2 separate regions of the Lactuca sativa genome follow, and region 1 is linked to region 2. Evidence: chromatin contacts called from public Hi-C data. All regions are on one chromosome and are shown on one strand. Each heading gives the region's core, a stretch centred on a gene start, on an enhancer-like site or on the middle of the called end of the contact. The rest is flanking DNA. Distances are from core to core; before and after follow the strand shown. Region 1 holds the start of LOC111886981. Region 2 holds the start of LOC111886968 (acyl-CoA-binding domain-containing protein 3).

Evidence for each region. Hi-C and Micro-C count contacts between places; a contact is called where the count stands out from the background.
Region 1: a Hi-C map of seed shows a contact between it and region 2, with 6 times the contacts expected there. The contact joins the promoter of LOC111886981 here to the promoter of LOC111886968 in region 2. A contact is called at or near these places in 4 of 4 Hi-C or Micro-C datasets (bud, leaf and seed).

Annotation. Positions count from the first base shown.
Region 1 is chr4:262,369,419-262,373,225 of Lsat_Salinas_v11, forward strand. LOC111886981 reads left to right here and starts at 1,647. Exons shown (of 3, transcript XM_023883215.3): 1 at 1,647-1,805; 2 at 1,953-1,993; 3 at 2,808-3,109. The coding sequence starts at 1,730. The coding sequence ends at 2,927.
Region 2 is chr4:262,141,243-262,145,667 of Lsat_Salinas_v11, forward strand. LOC111886968 (acyl-CoA-binding domain-containing protein 3) reads right to left here and starts at 2,894. Exons shown (of 5, transcript XM_023883200.3): 1 at 1,655-2,894; 2 at 1,155-1,263; 3 at 942-1,000; 4 at 766-833; 5 at 496-674. The coding sequence starts at 2,739. The coding sequence ends at 944. It overlaps LOC111886970, which reads left to right. Exons shown (of 1, transcript XM_023883204.3): 1 at 1-396. The coding sequence ends at 396.

The DNA.
Region 1 (3,807 bases), core at 397-2,896, 230 kb after region 2:
TTTACTTGAGAACTTTGTGTCACAAAACTTACTAAGCTTCGTGTATATAGCATCTAGGTGACCTAATTCATTAAGCCATAAGCTAAATTTCACATTCCTATCAGTTTCACTAATTAGGGTTTATAACCCCAATTAACCCATTTAAGAATTCAACTGTAGAATTCATTAACTACACTCATAATCATGTTTCTTGTACTAATAGTAGAATCACACTGTAAGTTCAAGCTTTGGTTTGAGTTCTAATAACTCTTTTAAGATTATAAGTAGTTAAGCCTAATTAGCTTAATACAAAGGAAACAAGATACCTTAATACACTTTATATCTAAATCCTTACACCCTTTTCATTCTTGCTTCAAGTTCTCCCTTCTTCCCAACCAAAAAACTCGAGAGCATGGCTCTGGTTCGAGGTTTAAGGAAAATGATTCCCAATTGATATGTTTTACATAAGACATACATGAATGAAGTCTGCTAGAACGGGCACGTTCAACTACTAGACACACCATATCTAGTTAAGTGACCATGTGTTTTGGGAAATATGCTTTCTTTGTGTCGTGTACCATCATGCAACGCATCTGTCTCTGCATAGTACAATGCTCTTACTGAAATCACCTAAACGTACTGGATACCCCTTATAGATGCGCTATGTTTCCTACATATCATCAGATTCCTTAGTTAAATCCATTCCGGCTTGCTCATTTTCCATTCCACTTTAAATGCATAGAACTTACTCATCTTAAGTCAAAACGCCCTAATTATAAATCCATTATTAAGAAAAAACGTTTATTCCAAAATACATTTATCGAAAATCAGAGTAATATAAGAAACGCAAAATCTTCAATACTGTTGATGAGTATGTACAACAAATGTATTATCATGCATAACGGGCCCACACTCATCATATTGGAATACCTTGGCCCAATCAATCATCGGACTGGAATGCCAACATGTAACAGGTCCAATCAGTCATCGGACTGGAATACCCAGGGTTTGTTGGCATGCCGCCTTAACCCAACCACTCTTCTCGAGCCTCCGTGCCTACAACTTACAGCCGACCCGCACAAGGTATCTTGGCCTACAATATATAGCAGGACCACCTCAACCTATCCCACTACCATATGCTATTGCACGTAAGATGTCGTAAGAAAAACCTAAAAAAAATCATTCATAAATACTGAATGAGTACCAAAACAAAAATGACTTATTTTGCAACAAAAAAATATATTATTGACTAAATGTGCACAAAAATAATAATGACTAAATGTGTACAAAATGAGAAATATATTACCTTGTCAAATCATTTTTACTAGCTAACCTAAGTAGTCGGTCATAATGATTAAATGTACACAGTTTAACAAGTTGAAAGGGTAAATATGAACGAGAAAAAAAAAACGCAATAACTAAATGTATAAAAATCAAAAAATATATTAACATTTTAAGTAATTATCTCTTTCAAAACATATTACGTAACATTACTATCATCTTTCGGCCTAAATAATCCTCTTTTATTTATAGACGTCCGTGTAGATGGAACTAAATTCTATATACTTGACGAATAAAGGTTAGATACGGAAGCTATAAAGAAAAAAATAAAAATAAATAAAGAGCAAATCGGTAAAATAATTGGGTATAAATATCTACCCATTTCCATCCAAAGAGTCGCACCAAATTGTAGAATTAGGGTTTTGAATTCGGTGGGTGAGAGAGACAAAGAGGCAGAGATCAGGGAGCCATGGGTGGCGGAAATGCTCAGAAATCCAAGATGGCCCGTGAGAAGAACTTGGAGAAGGCCAAAGCTGCCGGAAAAGGTACGTATTTACTCAAATACCCTTCCCCGATCCCCCTTTCCTTCCGATCGGTGAAACATATGGCAATCTAATCTATGATCCTGCTATGTCATGATGCCTATGCTTTGATCTCTGTAATCGACTGATTATCTATGTTATCTTTCGCAGGAAGTCAGCTTGAAGCCAACAAAAAAGCTATGAACATCCAGGTTTGGTCTTAATCTGTTGAATCATCAACAATCATTTTATTATATGACTACAAAGCTATCAAAATTAGCTAAAACAATCGTATTTTGATGATCGGTTTTGTGATGTCTCGTAAATCATCTGTTTGGGGATTCTATTGGACACACCAATAACGCGTCATTTTCATTTAGAAAATTGGTAGCTCTTTGTGGTACGACTTTCAGATAGGATCTATCTAGTTCTTTACGACTTTCACACACGACCATCATAGTAGTGCTCTTTTAGATCCGTCGATATTTGTCACAGATTTTGATGAAATAATCGCTGCTAGTTGATTATCTGTTAAAATGTTTGGTGTCAAACAATTTATTCTTTAACTTCAAATATTCAGAAGGTCCTAGGTACGCAAATGATGGTTTTTTCTTTGAATTTACAACAAAATTCATGTCGAATTTGCATTTGGAAACTCTAGACAGGATCTAGGGAGTGTAATTCTCTTCTAAGGATCTAGTGGGACCCATTGATGTGGTTATTGTCAGGAAAATTGCAAAAGGAAGCTTTTTCTTTGTTCTTTAGAAGCTTTTCTAAGATCATCCAAAATAACCAGGTTTAGGTATTCTGTTGAGCTTTTGGCTTATTTTCTTAGCAAGATTTACACCACTTTTACTGTGAAGAAACCCTCTCATCCTCATCATAAAAAACAGCCTGTCAAGTGGGCAAGTGCCAAGTTACTAAAATGTCCTTGAATTTCTACATATTTACAAGATTAACATTATTAAAAAGGTTATAGTTTTAACTTATCGGGGCTTATGAATGTTGTTTGATTGGATATTTCAGTGCAAGGTGTGCATGCAAACTTTCATTTGCACAACATCTGAGGTGAAATGCAGGGAACATGCTGAAGCAAAACATCCTAAAGCTGACGTGTTGGCCTGTTTCCCTCATCTCAAGAAATGAAAAAGGAAAGAAGGTTTTAAAGTGTGGTTGGTTGGTTACTGTGAAATGTGGTTGAATGAATGAATGAATGAATGAATGACAGTAGTATATGTCTATAATATGAATATCATCATGTCTGTGTTGTTGCATCTTATGTTTCAGAAGCTCTACTAAAATGACACCTGCTTCTAATTGCATATTCATCTATAATGTTTTTGCATCAAATTACTACCTACACAAACTCGTCAATTCTTCAAATCTACTTGTTTTCAAGGTTAATAAGGTAATTCTGTCATAATAGAAAGATAATTTCACAAAATGATCACCAATAAATAACCCTCAATTTTCTATGTTTCATTATGTTATTAGACTGTAAAATAAGGTAGTGTTCACACCTTATGTGGTATCCAATATGATTAAATATATTTGTTTATGATATACCAGATGTGATCACAATAATGTAGTTAAACATAAAAGTTGTACTGATCTGTTTTTGGATATAATTAAATAAGTGACTTAAGAACAAGTTAAGAGTCGTTGAAAGCCACTTTAAATAAGTGACTTGTTATTTGGCATTAGAGTGGACCTTTGAAGGCGGTAGGACATTAGAATTGACTTATCGTTCACGATATACAAGTATTCTCGATGTCAATAAACAATGTGACCGAGTAATTTGTAGATAATACTAAAAACATAAATTTATAAAATATCCAGTTCTGTAAATCATGTAAACTCTCTTAAGATGTCGATCTATAGTAGTCCAACTAACAGTGAAAAGTTTAAGCAATGAGAGACTCATCAACGAATATGTTCAATTAGAATCGAGTTGTACATTAGTATACTTGGTACTCTTTAAGGGTTACCGATATATTTTATCTTAAACCGTGTACCGTATTAATTA
Region 2 (4,425 bases), core at 1,644-4,143:
GGAATGGGCCAAGGTGGGGGGAATGGTGGTGGCAAAGGTGGTATAGGTGGTTATGGTGCTGGATATGGCAACGTTGGCGGAGGTGGAGGTGGTGGTTTTGGCTCAGGACCTGGCAACTGGGGTGGATTTGGCACCGGAGGATTCCCTTTTAGAGGTGGTAGTGGCGGTTCCATGGGTGGTGGTGCCTATGGTTCAAGAGGAGGTTTTAGTGGTGGTGTTGGTGGATATGGTTCAAGAACGTCTCCAGGCTCTGGTTATGGAAACTTTGCAGGTTCAGGTGGCGGTGGTGTTGGCAGCGGCGGCAGCTTTGCTGGCGGCGATGGTGGCGACATCGGTTCGGATGATGGAGGAAATGGATTTGGCGGGGGTCCTCACAAAACTCCTGACAAGAACTAAAGATGAAAGTGTCACTTAGAATAAGCATGGTTTTTGACCATTAATCGTGTACTTCAATTTTATGCCTGTGTACTTCAATTTTATGCCTTTGTAAACGTATTTACTTAATGTCATTTAAATTAATCTATACAAATAATTAACTTCATATACATCAATATTCAAACAATTTATTAAATCAAACACACCAATGCTAAAATAATAAATATATACTATAATTACATAGCATAAATTATCCTCCATTTCTCGTAGTAGCAGAAATGTCAACCGCAATAATTAGCCTGTCGTATAAAAGACAGAGTCAAAACACAGTAACAATAATAGTAAAAGTATTTCAGTATTTCACAATATCCGAAACTCAAAAACAAGTACCTTATTATATGAAATCTCAAACTCCAATTAGCTCATCGGCATCAATACAGGACTTTATTCCACTTTTCCTGCACCAATTATATTATCACATGGGAGGCTAATAATATTAACAAAGGTACGGGTTGGGTCAGTTTGTATGCAAGTTAGTAAATACATAAAAGAAAGTCATGGCCAACCTTTACTTTTGAGAAGTGACTAGGGTTGAGGTTGTACTTGAGCTAGATAAATCGGCTCCCTGCCAAAAGTATAACCCCATAATGGATGAGTTGTATTAAATAAAACAACCAAAGTGTTCAATGCTATGCATTGAGCACATTGGGTATGTTAATATTAACGTATGTTAATATTAACATATAGATGCGTATGAGGAGTTACAAAATAACACTTACAAGAGAATGAATCCCTTGTGACCATTCAGGAACTTTCTCCGAAAGAAGAGTGATATACTGCTCCATAGCCACATCCGGATCCATATTCCCGAGCTTTTGCCACGCATTCCTTGCATAGTAATGCCCTCCATCACTCATATCTTAATCACCAATCAAAACTATAAGGTCCTAAGATGCTTTTTCATCTTCTTAACTAATCCATTTTTTTATTATTTTTTCATAACTAATGTATCTGCAATATGGTTATTATGTCGGTTTTGCTTTCACTAATGTGTCGACAACAACTAATCATAAGTGGTCAACCTACATTATGTCTCTTTCTTTGTCAATTTTAATCTTGCAACCACAAGATATCATCAACCCATATCTAATCCACAAAGATAGTTTTCACAATTCTGTTCGAACAATTAATAGTTGTTTTCTTCTAGATGATAAAAATAACAGAAAATAGATATAATAAAAATGGATGAAAAAAAATGCAGAGGAAAGTTGAGAAATACCATTTGGAACGTGCGGAGAGCTTTAAAGCAATGGGCTGAGCTTCATGACAGGGGCCTTCAGTAGCAACCTTATGAAGTCCGTACAATTGCATCTGGATGTCACTTCCTAAACTCTGTAGATGATCATCTTGTTTACCATAATCTGCAGCCATGGCGAACATCTTCTCCAAATCACTCCTTTCAATTCCCTCCCAATCATCATCGGAATCTGAATCATCTTCCTCGGAAATCAGACCTTCATTCTCCTTCTCGGATTCATCAATACCATCATCACAAAACAATTTCAATTTCATACACATCTGATGCTTGTTATCAATAGCTGCACTTTGTTCAGGAATCATTACCCCTTTTAGCTTCTGATCAATTAATTCAGTGTTTCCCTCTTCGGTTTGATCGTCATCGACAACACAATGGATCACAGATTCCGCCTTTGGCTTATAATCATCATAATCAGCCTTTTCAACACCGCCAAACTCTTCCTCCGGTGACTTCACCACCGATTCGACGGCACTCAAGCTTTCGTCGTCGTTCTTTTCCATACCATCATCACACAGCAGCTTCGCGCCAATAGCTGCATTTTCGTCAGGAATCATTGATGCTTGGCTTGATTTCTGATCAATCGAATCAGTATTTCCCTCTTTTGTTTCATCGTGTTCAATAACACTAGGGCTAACAGATTCCGCCATTGGCTTAAAATCATTGAATTCAGCTTTTTCAACACCGCCAAACTCTTCCTCCGGTGACTTCACCACCGATCCGACGTCATTGAAGCGTATCATCTCTGCATCATGTTGACTCTCAAACACTACTTGTTTAGTTTCCGATGGTCCGGCGACGACTTTATTGACTAAAGTTCCTTCATGATCGACGGCAAATCGGACTTTCTTCAAACTTTTCCTTTTACTAATACTTTTCTCCATCTTTGGATTAAGCTCCTCCGCCAAAACCTTACTGAAATCACGGATCCTACTACGTCGATGATCATATTCATCGCCATTGGTCGCTGAAGATGCGATCTTTGCAATCAGGACAAAGAACACAAAAGCTGCAATAACCGTTATGAAAATCTGATGTAGCGTCTCCATTGGTTGAAAAAGAAAACTAAAAGTAAAGTAATAATACGAGTAATTTATGGGATTTTATACGAGAGACGAAGCTTGAGGATGAAGATGAAAGATTTTGATTTTGGTTGTCAGAGATGAGAGCAAAGCATATTCGCTTTTTTCTTTATGGTGGGGGGTTATGAAAGCAGCCACTTTTGCCCATTTTGTTGTGGGACCAAAAGGTGTTTGCGGGTCACAAGGTTTTCGTAATGCGTGTGCCGCCAGCCTTTGGATTCTATCTTATTTTTCCATAAGATTGACTTTAACCTAATCAAACAAATTTGGAGTGGATTTAAAAGAAAGTTAAAAATTTGGTGTTATTTTTTTTTTACCACATAGTTAAAAGGGTTTTATAAAATTTAATTATTTTAATTTTCTTTTTGATAAAGTTCTAAATATTTTTTTTAAACAAAAAAATATATTATTTTGAAAAAATCACATAATTTAAAAAAATATTAAATAATTGAGACTTTTTATTAAAAAATAAATTTAAGACTTTATCAAAAAATTTCCTAATATAACATGACTTCAAAAAGTCTCATGAACAAAGTATAGAGAGTGTTTGGTTTGTTAATTTTCAACATTGTTTATATAATTTGAAGACAAAATTACAAAAAGGGTCCCTGTGGTTGGTAAATTTATGTGTTTTTAATCTAAAACGAAAAGTTGGTGCACCATTGATCCAAAACTGAATCTTTCTATTGTTTTTGGTCTTTATCAATATAAAAAGACTATTATACCCTTATATTTGTTTTTTTATATTTATTCAAATGTTTTTCATTAATTAAAATTGAGAAAAAAGTCTCTCTCTCTCTCTCTCTCTCTCTCTATATATATATATATATATATATATATATATATATATATATATATATATATATATATATATATATGTCACCACCTGAAACTCTCTAGGTTCTGGAGACAAAGCCCTCTTTCATCCATCTTGATTAATCCTCCAGATTCTGTTGTGGCTAACTAAAACCAATTATGTGTACCTATGTTGTGCAAAATATACTAGATACAGATGCAAAATTTCCCCCAAACCAACTTCCATAATCACTTATCTCAGGAACCCCATTTCAAACAATAAGCATAAATTCACACTCTATGCAAATTTATAGTTAACAATCATTGAAATATGAAGATGAAAAACGAGAGCCATCATCAAGAATCACTATCAATCTGAGATCCATCATCAACAATCACCATTAGATTGGCGAAACAAAAATAGCATCACAAATTGTTTCCCAAACCGTCGGACCACAGTCATCCCCAATTCAAGGACACCTAGATAATTAAGAACCCTAAACTCGTAGCTTTTCAATATAGTGTAGTGAAGAAACAAACAATTTTAGTATTTTTACCTTGTGGAACTAATGGAATCCATGGAAAGAGTAATAATCTCATACTCATTTCCCTGAATCACAGTGAGGGCTACCACAATCAATCTCCTCTGTTGAAAGTGATAACACATATACATCATTCCTCTATCAAAAATCATAACACATATACATCACTCCTCTGTTGAAGCTAACGTCGGGGCTAGAGTTTTTAGAATAGATTCAGCCACCACCATCAATCTCGTATACCATCACTGTTCTCCTATATCATCTGTCGCAGTTAGGAAACCCTAACCCTCTGAAATGAAAACCCTAAACCTAAAAA